Regions from separate parts of the Zea mays genome. Here region 2 is linked to region 1. A link is a contact called in public Hi-C data. All regions are on one chromosome and are shown on one strand. Each heading gives the region's core, a stretch centred on a gene start, on an enhancer-like site or on the middle of the called end of the contact. The rest is flanking DNA. Distances are from core to core; before and after follow the strand shown.

What was found. Hi-C and Micro-C count contacts between places; a contact is called where the count stands out from the background.
Region 2: a contact with region 1 is called in a Hi-C map of ear, with 3 times the contacts expected there. The contact joins the promoter of LOC100383365 here to the promoter of LOC100283594 in region 1. A contact is called at or near these places in 3 of 25 Hi-C or Micro-C datasets (ear, endosperm and tassel).

Annotation. Positions count from the first base shown.
Region 1 is chr5:142,599,023-142,605,845 of Zm-B73-REFERENCE-NAM-5.0, reverse strand. It overlaps LOC100283594, which reads left to right and starts at 2,772. Exons shown (of 9, transcript NM_001156495.1): 1 at 2,772-3,203; 2 at 4,956-5,165; 3 at 6,020-6,311; 4 at 6,398-6,467; 5 at 6,823. The coding sequence starts at 6,028.
Region 2 is chr5:142,845,852-142,852,674 of Zm-B73-REFERENCE-NAM-5.0, reverse strand. LOC100383365 reads right to left here and starts at 3,862. Exons shown (of 5, transcript NM_001362071.1): 1 at 3,066-3,862; 2 at 1-1,743. The coding sequence starts at 3,225.

The DNA.
Region 1 (6,823 bases), core at 1,523-4,022:
TCAAACCACTCCTCCGAGGCCTCGGGGGCTACACCCGGCGGGTGCGCTCGCGCGCACTCACCGGAACAAAATATAACCGAGAAAGGTCGGTCCCCTTGCAAAAAAGTGCGACAAAGCCTCCAAGCGAGTACCAACACTCCCTTTGAGGCTCGGGGGCTACTGTCAGGGACCATAATTAGGGGTACCCCCAAGACTCTTAATCTCGGCTGGTAATCACCATCAGCACAAGCTGCAAAAGCCTGATGGGCGCAATTCAGGCCAAGGCTCCATCCACTCAAGGGACACGATCTCGCCTCGTCCGAGTCCAGCCTCGGGCAGGAATAGTAGACCAAGGCGGATTCACGCCTCGCCCAAGGGCCTCCTCAAGTAACGGGCGCACCTTCGACTCGCCCGAGGCCCAGCTCGGGCAGGCTTCGCAGTGAAGCAATCTTGGCCAGATCGCCTCGCCAACCGACCGCATCGCAGGAGCATTCAATGCAAGGATCACCTGACACCTTATCCTGACGCACGTTCCTCAGTCTACAGGGCCGAAGTGACTGCAGTCACTTCACCCCTCCACTGACTGACCTGACAGGAAAACAGCGCCGCCTGCCCTGTTCCGACTGCTGTGCCACCCGCCAGGGTGAGGCTGACAGCAACCGAGTCCAGCCTCAGGCGCCATAGGAAGCTCCACCTCGCCTGACCCCGGGGCTCGGCCCCCGCCTCGACCTCGCAAGACGGCCTCCGCCTCGCCCGACCCCAGGGCTCGGACTCAACCTCGACCTCGGAAGACGGTCTCCGCCTCGCCCGACCCCAGGGCTCGGACTCAACCTCGACCTCGGAAGACGGTCTCCGCCTCGCCCGACCCCAGGGCTCGGCCTCAACCTCGACCTCGGAGGAGTCACCACCTCGCCCGACCTTGAGCTCGGGCCGACCACTTCATAGGGGGGGTACATCATTGCCCTACCCCTAGCTAGCTCAGGCTACGGGGAACAAGACCGGCGTCCCATCTGGCTCGCCCCGGTAAAACAAGTAATGATGACACCCCGCGTGCTCCCGTGACGACGGCAGTTCTCAGCCCCCTACGGAAGCAAGGAGACGTCAGCAAGGTCCCGTCAGCTGTGCTTCTACAGGGTTCAAGCGCTCCTCCGATGGCCACGACGCCACATGCACAGGGCACTAGCACCTCTCCGACAGCCACGTCGGCATGTACATAGGGCTCTGACTCCTCTCTGCTGGACACGTTAGCATATCGCTATACCCCCCATTGTACACCTGGACCCTCTCCTTACATCTATAAAAGTAAGGTCTAGGACCCTCGTACGAGAAGGTGGCTGCGCGGGAGGACGGGCTGACGGACAGACTCTCTCTCTCCCTCGCGAACGCTTGTAACCCCCTACTGCAAGCGCATCCGCCCTGGGCGCAGGATAACACGAGCCACGGTTCCCTTTTCCCCCCTTGTGTTCCATCTCGCGCCGACCCATCTGGACTGGGACACGCAGCCACAATTTACTCGTCGGTCCAATGACCCCTCGGGGTCGAAATGCCGACACTACTTTCAAGGTCTAAGAAATTGTAAGACGAATTTACACTTGAGGGTCGAGACGCATGTTGTATACTTGTATTAGTCTAGTATATAATGTTATCTACTTATCTTACTTTTTGAAAAAGTTGATGTTTTCAATTTTTAATGTAGTATTGAGGATGTTAGTACAAACGGTGTGTAATTACAAAGATATATATATTTTTATAAGACTATTCATTTATTACTTTTCTAGCCACAATGTTCTATATAATATCCATGACTAATATTTAAGCTATTTGAATTAATGTGTTTCTAAAAAACTATGATATATCTAGTAGTATACTGCTATAAGATTTCTAGTACTATTATATTAGAGCATGTTTGGAAGAGCTTCCAAACCGGTTCCAGCTTCGCCTCCTGCAGGGCCCTTCCAAACAGTCTAAAAAAGAACCCCTAACAAAGAACAATGAGTAGCTGGAGCTATTTTTATAGAGAGTAGCCGGAGCAAAAAAAACTAGATTATAGCGGCTCCTCTGCTCCCTAGTTTGCCCTTCTCTTGTGCCAAGAGAACCGTTTTGTCAAACAATTTGTTAAAAAACACTAACTTTTATAGAGGAGCTAATATTGAAGAGAAGTCGGAGACATACTAAACTGACCCTTAGTTAGCTTGAAGCATAAACCATTTTAAATCCACAATTGACTCATTTATTAACCTTTTAGGACATCTTCATCAGACCGATAAATGATCATGCAAAACACTGTTTTACACAGCAAATTGTACTGTTTGTATAATGAAGTTTGAAATATGAAGTAAAATATGGAGGGATAACGAGAGTCCAGAGATAGTCTTAGGCGTCGTTCGTTTCGGCCGGAACGGTCTATTCCTAGCCTCTTTCCGGGCGGGATGAATCAACCCGGTTTAGAATCCGGCCCAGTCTGTTAGAGCCGTTCGTTTTAATCTGGACCAGAAATAGACCCACCTGATTTAAATTCCCTTCGCTCAATTCTTGGTCTGGAACGAGTCCTGATGAGCTACCTCCTGGATTGGTTCCTGGGCTAGTGACCAAAAATTAGTGACAACACATGTATCACTCGATTCTGAGCTGCTTTCGATTCTGGCCTGGTTTGGACGCTGGCCTGCCGAACGGGGCTCGTTTGGGAGGCTCCAAATCGGTCGGTTTACCGGCCAAAACCCAGCCTCCACACACCCAGTGTAACATAAGACTCGTCTTACTATTTTGGCATTTGGAAGTCCACGGAAAGGGAAGCTTGACCCCGGTTCGGGGCGGTTTTCACAGGGAAGAAAAACACACCCCGGATGGTCGGGCACGTAAGCCCCGTCTCGTCCTCCAGATATCGGCCGCCACCTTCACCTCCACCGCCCCGGCGCACGTGCGCGTCTCCATCGTCGCCGCCTCTCCTCCTTCGGACACGACTGACCTTCCACTGGCGCCGACGAAGAAGACACATAGGAAGAAGCTCACCGCCAAACCTCATCCAGATCCAGTCGCTACCCTCCGAAAGCCGCATACGGAACGTCTCGTCTCTTCCTTTGGATCCGGCAGCCGGTGCTCCTCCTCCGGATCCGGTGGTCAACTCCATCACCCCCAGCTCCACCTCCCTTAGTCCCCCTCCATCCGCCCTCACCCACCGCTTCTATATCGCCACCTCTCTCGTTGTAGAAGACACTGAGGATCTGGTGAGCTTCCACCTTTTTATCTTATTCAGTTTAGATCTGTTGTCTATATTTGATTCTCGTTATGGAAGAAGCTGCTAGTGCTTGCTTGCATCATCGCTGAGGATTTGCTGGTAGAATAGATTAGTTTGATCGGTGCATCCATGCGTGTAATCTAAACTTGCAATCTAGAACTCCACCTAGAAATCTTTCTGTTTTGATTAGGTCTTTTCTGATAAATTGATCGGTGCATCCGTGCGTGCAGTTTAAACATAGCTTAGTTTTTTTAAACAGTGCACTTCAGGCTTAATTTTTTAAACAGCGCACTTTAGGCTTAGTTTATATTCTTGTTCCTATTAAGAACTGAGCAACTAGCCAAGCTGAGATCAAGTTACAGTTTACTAAATACTGGTATTTTAAAAAGGAACCCTCATGTAGTTGTGAGAGTAAATTTCTTCTTGTACCATAGTATATTAGCATTTCTTGGTTTTCAATTATATGTCAGTTTGCATTTCTCACAAACACATGCATTTATTCTCTGGTGCTATCAAGCTGATGCATCTTTTGATGAGCAGCACTGTGACTATGGTCATACTATTAGTGCTAGATGCTGAGTTACTGACAACAATAATCTCATCTGCTGTTTGGTGTGGTGGTTGTGTCAATAAATTTTTTTTCCGTCACCAACAGAGCAACTGCGATTTAGCAAGCGCTGCGCAATGTTGATGACCTCCATTTTCAGATTACTTGTTGTTTCTAGACCCGAAGAGTGTAGCTTCTAGTAATTATTTGTGCCTAGCTCTATATTTTTTCTTTAAAGAAAAAGGAAGAAAAGCATTAGAATCTTTCACGCTGAATTTAGAAGAAGCTCTATCATCAAACAATTTTTTATTGAGAAATAATTTTTCCAAACTTTTTCGAGCAGTTCTCTAGAATGAACTATGGAGCTGAGAGTTAAAAAAGCAGATTTTCTCATTTAGTTGATGCATGGAATCCTATATGTGTCACTGAGTTTACTTTAGAGAATTACAGAGAATCAATCTCTGATGATCAATGAATCGCCATACACAATGAACACAAGCAGGAAGAGCTCAACCAATCTGTCTCTTGCTAGCTGCTAGGGCTACTGTTTCCATTTTGCAGACTTTTTGATTTGTAAAATTCTTTTGTTGGTGCAAAATAGAATTTTTCTAAAAATAATTAAATATTTATATTGTCAAATAAAAGCACCAGCAATGGTACCTCCATGTTCATGTTTATAATTATCTGTGATTCTTGCATATTTCAATTACTATACTTATTTGTTAAGGTTAAGAAGTATTATCATGTGACCTGCCTTTTGTCCGTCTGTACTACTTGTTCGTAGATGTGCATGCTTGTCCCTCTTGCACTGCTTGTCTGTTACCTGCAACAATCTTTGCCAAACGGACACAGGGAACCTATGCCCCGCTGGACTGCACTACACGTGGGACAGGTAATGCAGGTATTGCCCCCGCTGGTTGTGGCTGGCCGGTGTGCAATTCACCAGGCTGCCAAACGAGCCCTTAGGATGCACCGACAAGTGTATCAGGTGCCAGGTGGTCTGGGTTTTCATTTTTAACCCACGGCTCGATCTAATAATCATGAAAAATATCTGATCCACCCTAACAAAATTCTGGATCGAAAAACTCAAAAAATAGCATCAGCGTCCACTCTGAGCGATCTGAACCCAACCGATCTAGCTCTGCTCGCCAGATCTCACGACGTCGTCACTCATCCCCTCACCTCTGTCCCCAGGCCATCATCATCCGTCGCCCCTCACTCGATTTCCCATCTGCCGCTCCCTCCTGGTCTCTGAGCCGCTGATCGGGTCTCCGACGCAGGGAAGTGAAGCCGTTCCGCCGTGAAGCAGCGCCACCCCTTGCCATCCGCCCGACCGCTGGGAAGCAGGGCCCACGTCTCCAAGCTTCCTACAGGAAGAGCCTGCGCCCCTCCCAAAGGACAAAGGTAAAACCACAAGCCTACCCCATGTGCCTATATTAGCTGCCTCATGTCAGCCATGACTTTTTTTTTCCTACCATGCTTATGCTAAGGACCCAGAGATTTGTTTACTGTCGGTTATAGCATATATATATATAAGGGCCAAATTGCTCCCAAGGTATGCCCTTTGACACTGGTTGAGTGGTTGTCATGTGTCTACAACTAATAGGTCACTGACAACATGCAGCTGCAAAATTCAAGAAAGTATATGTTTGCTTGCTTCAATGAGTTCAATATCTGTTCCCTGAATTTAAGATCTATGATCCACGGTGTTACTTATTGTTGTTATGGTATTGGGACAACAAATTCTAGTTTGTACCAATTCAATCGGTCATGGTGTTAGTGTTTCTTTAAGACTTGAAGTAATTTATCTGTCATTGGATCATTATCACTAATGATATTTTTACTGTAAATTTGCACTGCTTGGTAGGAGATGCAGTATATTTAATCTGAAGGCCTCTTTTCTGATGACTTGTCACTTGTCGTGTCACTTGAATGCATGGCATGTATGGTTGTCAGTGCTAACCATTGCAATTATCACTAATTATAGTAGTACTAGAAACTTGGTAGCCTTGATTTTGCCTTGCTGACAAAGTCATAATCTGCACTCTTATATGAATACATATTACATAGCTTGATGACACATATAAGATTTTAACATAACATATTTGGTTATCGTCAATAATATTGGTGAGTTTAGTTTTCCTGGTTTTTCTCATTTATTCATGCATCAAAGCTAGATTCTCCTTTTTATGTTACAAGTTGTCAGTTGTCTCTCTTGCATGCCAGCATGATAAGTCTGCTGATTTTGATCCATTCAGATATTAGGATGGATGAAGTCACACAAGCTGTTGAAAATCTGAAGAAAGAATGGAGCCAAGCTGTTTCACAGCTTGAGGAGAGCATTGCTGCAATTGAATCATGTGGAAAAACAGGGAAAGGAACAGAGGAAGCAACTTCTCTTCCAAGGTTGAATGGTTCTGCACAGGATGCTCTGCAGTTGCTCAAGTCCCTGCAGTTCCGGCTTGATCTTCTAGCTCAGCAGCTACCTACTTTTGATGAAGTGCAGTCTGGGCAAGCAACCTTAGGGTCGTGGGATGAACAATACAAGAAGTATGACAGTGTTGGATTTTTTTTAATTTTTTTCTTCTTCTTTTAGCCTGCTTTTTTTTTGCAAAAAAAATTGATTGTGTTTGCAGGTTGCGTGCTAGCCTGAGGAATGCTAACTTACAAGCGAAAGAGAACATTAGAAAAGCTGCTCAGGAGGAGGTGTGCTTTTGTCTCTATTTTATCATATTAACCCAATTGATTTGCTGTCTGACCACTACATGCTTTTTTAGAGCTCACCAATGCAAGTGATGTTTAAATGTGAAAGGTTTGGACAGATAATAAAGAACTCATGTTAAGAACCTATTCTCTATAATATGCAAGTATCTCTTGTTGTAGCTATTTATGTACTCACATATAAGTCCAGGAACATAATTGAAACTATTATTGCTTTAGTTTTTGAAACTTCTCTTTCAAAATTGGCAAGAAACTACCTGTAGGCATCCTGCTACCTTTTGAGAGCATTCTAGTTGCCCTTATGACTAAAGCTATCAGTTTCTATTTGTCTTTTCTCTAGA
Region 2 (6,823 bases), core at 2,613-5,112, 250 kb before region 1:
CCTTCTCATGTTCAGACCGGGTGCTTCTGCTTCCTTTGCCTGACCCATCAACCACCATCTCTGATGGAGAATATCCAAAATGATCACGAAGAGGCAAACTTGGAACACGTATAACCACTTCAGCATCAGGAGGAAGGTCTCTAGATCCAGAGTTCTTCTGTGAGTTAGAACTAGCTCGGCTATTATCATCCTCAGAAATGCTGGCGGAAGATGATATGCATTGCATTTTGTCTGCTTCACTGGAATTCGATGGTAAATCTTTTTCTTGAGAGAAATGACTGCCTGCAGAAAAGCTATAAGATGGAAGAAGTCTCTCGTCAGCATTTTGTCCATTGCTTCCTTGGCCATTGTTGGAGTAATTTTTACTTCCAGGTGATAAGTGTGAAACTGGTGTAGGTGCTGAAACATCAAGCCTGTTTCCATCAAGTCTGACCACAATTGCATGTGAACATGACCCACAGCGCAGCTTGTACTCATCTTTTCCCAGCATGAGAGAATTCTTGGGAAGATGCAGTACTTCATAGCAATTGTAGCATATGGTAAAAGGGGCACCATTGGCAATTGGTTCACAAGTCTGTGCAGGTTTTTTACTCAGGGTGTCCCTCAGATGATTGTGTCGCATCAGACCATTAATACCTCTTGGATTGTAGTTCTGTGCACCAAACACCACCGGGCCTTCTACAGGGTTGTTCATAAGATATGGTGCCCTGCGATGGTTGAAACCCAGTGGAGCCCCATGAACAGGTAATAATTCACGATGGTAACAATGTAAGCAAGAGCAAGCAGGCTGATGGTAGAAGCCGTCATGGTGATAAGAGATCAGAGGGTCAGGATCATACTGTCCATGGAAATAGTTATCGAAGTTTCTCCATGGATAAGGGGCGGCTGGGTAAATAGGAGCTCCCATATGTGCAACAGATTGTCCGTATCCATGGAGATCTTGCTGTACAGATACTGAAGGATAAGCAGGAGGAACAACAGGTGCCTGTCCATTCAAAGAAGGTGAGCACTGAGAACCATTACGCTGCAACTGAGGTGAACCATACCGCAATCGACTCAGACGCTCATGAGGATTGTAGGAGCTTGCAGGATCCACCATTCTATTTGTTGAAGCATTCACACTTGACTTGTCAGCAATCTCGTAGGATCTCTGTACCTGGTCCCTCAACTCATCGAGCATCCGCAGAAGCTCAGTACGGTCTTTCTCAAGGCCACCGGCTCTGGTGCTAGGAACATCTAAATTCTTGTCACTCAGATGTCCCTTCTCACCGCTAGCATATATGAATCCTGGTTTTTTATGACACTCAGATGGCCCTTCTAAAGGGTAAGCATTAGAAGGGATGTTGCTAACCACAGGCCTTGGTGATCTGTCACTTGCCCTCGCTGGCTGCTTTGCTTCTCCTTTCTCTTCAAGACGAATGCGGCGGTATTTTGCCTCCTTAACTTCCCTGCTGTCATCTCTAAGTGCAGGTTCAAGTTTCATGGTGCAGTTGGGTGCACAAGTAGCATGGTTATCATCGAAACTGAATCCAGATTGGCTATGTGCAGCCGCCACCATTCTGTTGGGTGCAAATCTCTCTTCTGACCTAGCTTCGATCTTGTTGGTGTCTGCTTCTCGAACAGCACAGCTAGCTTCAGATGCTGCTCCTTTCTTATCTGGTAAACTCTCAAGCACTTCAAGGTACTTCACATGCTCAGTATCAGACTTATCTGAAGAAGTATCAGATCCTGAGCTCTTCTTTGCTGCAAATGGTTAACGGGGGAAAATGTGAACATGAGAATAAACATACAGGAAACATTTTTTTGGATAAAAACATACAGAAACAATCAGCTAAACAATGAAAATATCAGAATATATACAAAGAACACACGTATTCAAAACAAAGAATGAGTAACCGAGGTTCCAAGATTTTGCACAGAATTACAGCCACGTCCACAACAAATTCTGTCAGTCAACAGTCAACACTGAGTATCCTAAGGTGACATTAGTGCAACAGCAAACACACGACCAAACATTGGAGAATGTTAACAGGGAATTAAAGAGAGAATACAGAACTGTAAGTGGACCAGTTTAAATAGAATGTTCCAATTATTTCCAGATGTTAAAATGAATGGAGACTCTTTCAAAAAAGAAACTAGGCACTCTCTGTTGCTAGCCACAGCCATTTTATGTGTCCAATCCAAAGAAATATGTCGAAGTGACAATCATAGTGAAGATCTAGAAAATCCAATGGGTTTAAGTTTTTCCCAGTTTGGGGACCACAAGCCGAGATGACTCCCCAGAAATGATCCATGCTCTGAGTCATAAGAAGTTATAAAATCAACATGTTTAAACAAGGTTACAATCTACCAGATTTTAAAATGAGCAACCCTTGTTCAACGCATGCAAATATAACCAGCAAAAACTTGCATCAAGGGGAATGTCCCAGAAGATAACTTCTGTAATTTTAATAAAAACAACAGGAGTGGGGCTGCGTACGAATTACTGAAACTTTTTGACTGCAGGCTGTGAAGAAACAAGGTTTGGCTCCAAATTACTGCGAAAACAGAATTGGGTTCACCAAAGACAGAAGTGCTTTTACTGTGCCATCGTACCAAGTGTGGCAGGATCGACGGCAAATCCGGAGGAAGTTGCGAATACAACAAGGGAGTCCTCAAAGAAGGAAACGAGCATTTCACAATAATGGGGACCAAAAGAAAAGAGACACTACACTGGATTGCGTAGAAACTATAAGAAACATGCGGAGAAAAATGGAATCTTTCGGAACTCAGAAGAGGACGAAACGAGCTGGTCATATCCGCGTCCCAGGAAACCGCCCAACCCAGCAGCAGCAGTCCCCACGAGGCAATTTCAAAGAGTAACCATGTGATTGTCGAGAAGAATCTCTTGTTGTGGCCGATTAGTGTGAAATTAGATTGCTGATCTAATGCAACAAAAAATGCAGGTGGATTGAGTAGAGATAGTAGACTACCACGAAGACAAGGATGCCCAATAAGAACAGGAGAGAAGTAGGGAAGGGAGTGATTGCAGACGAAAAAGGTGGGGGGGTGCACCGTGCACCTACCTTGGAGCGTGGCGCCGCAACCGCCGCAGACGTAGACGGAGTAATTGGGCAGCTCCGGCAAAAGTTTGTCGCACTTGGGGCAGCGCACCACCCGTATCTGCTGCTGCGGTGGCGGCGGGCGCTGCACCACGGAGCCGGAGCTGTCCTCCTCACCCTCCATGCACAATATGCCGTCGGCTCCTGAGGGCGCCTGAGCGCGACGGAATCCCTCGTCCCGCCGCGAGTCGCTCACAGCACCAACCGCCGCCGCCGAGACGGACGCATACAAGTCGGCGAGTGGAGTCAATCAAGGGAACGCGAAGCGGCCCGGCGGGGATCAGAGAAGCAATGCGCAGGAAGGGCGTGGCCGGCAAGGAAGAGGCCGGAGAGCAAGGCGCCAAGAGCGGCCCGGAAGGAAAACGGAGCCCGAGAGGACCGGCTGGGGAGGAAACCGAGAACGACCAGGTGCGCACAACCGCAACGCGACGCAGAGACAGGAAGGGGAGGGAGAAGAAGAGGCCGAGCAGGCGGGCGACCGTGATGAGGCGCCGCTTTTTCTCCTCTCTGTCTCTCTCACCCCCGCGCGGGGTGGGACGCCCGAATGCCCCCCTGGCTCAGTCGGTCAGGCGGTGAGCCACTCCACTCGACCACTCCAGCCCAGCAAAGCTCCCTCCTTTCCTTTGCGACTGCCTCGTTGCCGTCTGCCTTGGGTCTCCCTCCAACTTTGGCTGCTGTCTTTCGGTCTTTCCTCTCGCTGTGTCCCTCCTTCTGGCTTTGTGTTGGGCGCCGAGGTGAGGGTGTGACCGCGTGAGGCGAAGGTGACTGAGGAGGTAGAGGACTGGAGGTCAGGCGTTGTGCCGTTGTATGCTGAATAAAGAGGGTACGGTAAAAATGTTGTTTAAAGAAAGGTATAATGTGGCTTTGCTCAACAACACGGTACAGTACATAAAGTTATCTCCACCAGATCCCTATTATATCTCTCTCGTGATCTATTTTAAACTTCTCTTTATAAATAATGTTAAACATTATCATTTACCATCTACCGTTACACGTCTGCTATTTTTCATACACTACTAGAGACAGTCAAGATCACTCTGCTCTTACGCAACGCAAACAGCCCCCTCTGAGTCTTCTCTCCTGCTGCCAGGTTGCGTAAAATGTCGACAATGCAGCGGCATGTTGCATTCCTGATGGTGAAACCCCCACCCAACCCGTACTCTAGAGTGGGATTATTTTTCTTTAGGGCTAGTTTTGAAATTCAAATCTCCTCTAAAATTGGAGAGTGAGGAATTTTTCTATTGTTCATCATGTCTGGGTAGTTTTGCCATTGAAACAAATTTATAAAGGTTGTTAGTTTATCTCTATCATCATCTCTATAAACAGTACAATATATACACGATTTGTTGCTCATATCATTATATAAAGATTCGTCGATCTAGATGATTCAAATCAATTGGTTCCAGGTTCCAGCCATATGCGCTAATTTTAGGCTGCCTTTTGGAATATCGGATTTGAGAATCCGACCGTACATTTTATTCAAGAAAATTCAGCATAAGATTTATAATTGATATTCTTTTCTTGCAGCACATCCATATACAGGTAGGGGTATTCATAGGTAATTGAGAGGGATAGTGGATCCCCAAATACTATTATACACCCAATTATCTTCTACATTCCCAAAATATTTTTTTAACGGGGTCATTATAATGGACAGAGTATAGTAATTCCGCGCACTAAAAAATCTACACCGCAAAGGAGCTTACAAGTGGGACCATATGACTGTGGGGCAGAGTCATGGGTTTCTCAGTAGCCTGTCGAGGCCTCCACTCATGTGTCGCACCCTTGGTTCTGCAAAGTCACGTCCTTGCCTTCGCTTGGACTGGGCGTTCGCTGTCTGAGAGAAGACCTTCAGTGTACGTTTGAGCCTACAACGAGCCCCCTTCTCGTCTATCGCGGGCCCTCGCCTTCGCTACCCTATGGAAGGGCGTCAAATCCAAAGTACCATTCGTTTGATGTTCATGTGTAAGAAATGTCTGGTCGTAGTTGCGTTAGAGAGATCGAGGTCAAGTTCGGCCTCCGCTCCAACACTACCCCCGAGGGATCAGTATTGAAGTGGCCCGAGGGGGATGGTCGAACGTTGGTCCCGAAGTCTTTTTACATGGGATGGCCAAACGCTGCCCTCGATCACATGTTGAAGTGGCCCGAGGGGGTTTTAGTAATGTGACTGCTGCGGGATGTGATCGTTGGGGGATGCGATGTTTTTACTATTGGGCCTTTGGTTTCCCGAGGCGTTTTCTGGTCTATAAAAACTGACGCTGCCCATGAGGTAAAAACTTTCACGCGCCGGCACGAAACCCTCGTTCGTTCAGTTTGAAAAAGCTGCTACACGCCTTCTTGCGCTGCTCACGCCGAGGAGGTTTCTCGCCGCCGGTGAACTAGCCCATGTGAAGCAGATCGCTCGCCGCCGCACACGGTACGTAATGCCATCTTCTCCCTCCTCGTCGTCCACCCCGACTGCGCCATCGAGCGCGCTGTGCTCGGAGAAGACGGTTAGCGATTCAGTGACGGGTGTGGATCTATTGCCGGAGCACACGGTGGAATTCGGTAGGTCGAGGATCTACTCGGGCCGCGTGCATGAAATGCAACGCTTAGGGTATTTTGGAGATGGTGTGGGGCGTGCTCCGGGAGACAACGAGGTCCCGGAGCCAGAGGGGGAGTTGGTTGTTTTTGAAGTGTTTTTCACTGATGGTCTTCGATTGCCTGTGCATCGATTTGTCGTCGAAGTCCTGCAGCGTTTCGAAGTCCAACTTCACCAGCTTATGCCCAATGCCATGGTGGCGTTGGCGAAGTTTATGTGGGCATCATCTACATATGGTGGTGAGCCCTTAGTTGAGGTCTTCGCTAAGAACTATTGTCTTCACTGGCAGAAGAAGTTTGTTGGTGGAAAGATTATGCAGTTTGGTTCGTGCACGTTCACTCCGAGGATTGGGAAGACTTCGAGTGAAGATGTGGAACTCATTCTGTGTGCAAAGAACAAGTGAGGGAACTAGTGGGATTTTTTGTTTTATGTGACATTGAAGGATGTCTCCAGTGCTTCCTCCGTCTATATTGTGCTCGCATTGCTACGTCGCCTTCCCGTCGTTTAAACCGAAGAAAGGAGATGTGAACGAAGACGCCCTTCGTCGTGCCTCCAAGGCGAGCAGCAGACATGACTTGAAGGAGGAGTTTATTGCCTACGGAGTGTGGCTGCTTGCGCATGGCTAGGAGGTGGATGAGGTGAAGCTGCGCCCGCAGCTCAATGGTGAAGGTACGAGGCAGAAGCGGTAAAAATTGTAGGGAAATATTTGACGAAGATGGAGATGCCGAGGAGTTAGGACATACTCGGTTCGAATGTCATGCTGAATCGGGTCTTCAAGCTTAATGGCCTTCAGTACAACTCGTATCCTGAGGAGGGCACTTCTGATGTTGGGGATATTGATGATCACAAGAGAAATGGCGTGGTGACCCGTGGTGGTGTGAATGAGGGGTGCTCTAAAGGTAAGGCCGTGGTTATGGTGGTGAGAAAAAATAGGAGGGTTGAGGATAAAAAGAAGGGTTTGGCGAAGACATCTAGGGTGGCGGGAGCCTCGGACAGATTTGTTGAGGAGCTGGCGGAGATGTGCGCCGAACCAGGGGAGGTCATGACCTCGTCCGACCTCCGAGAAGCATCTTCTCTGATGCTGAAAGGCGTTTGCATCTGGTGGTGTTGTGACCGCTGTTGTGAGGCAGTTGCGCTATGT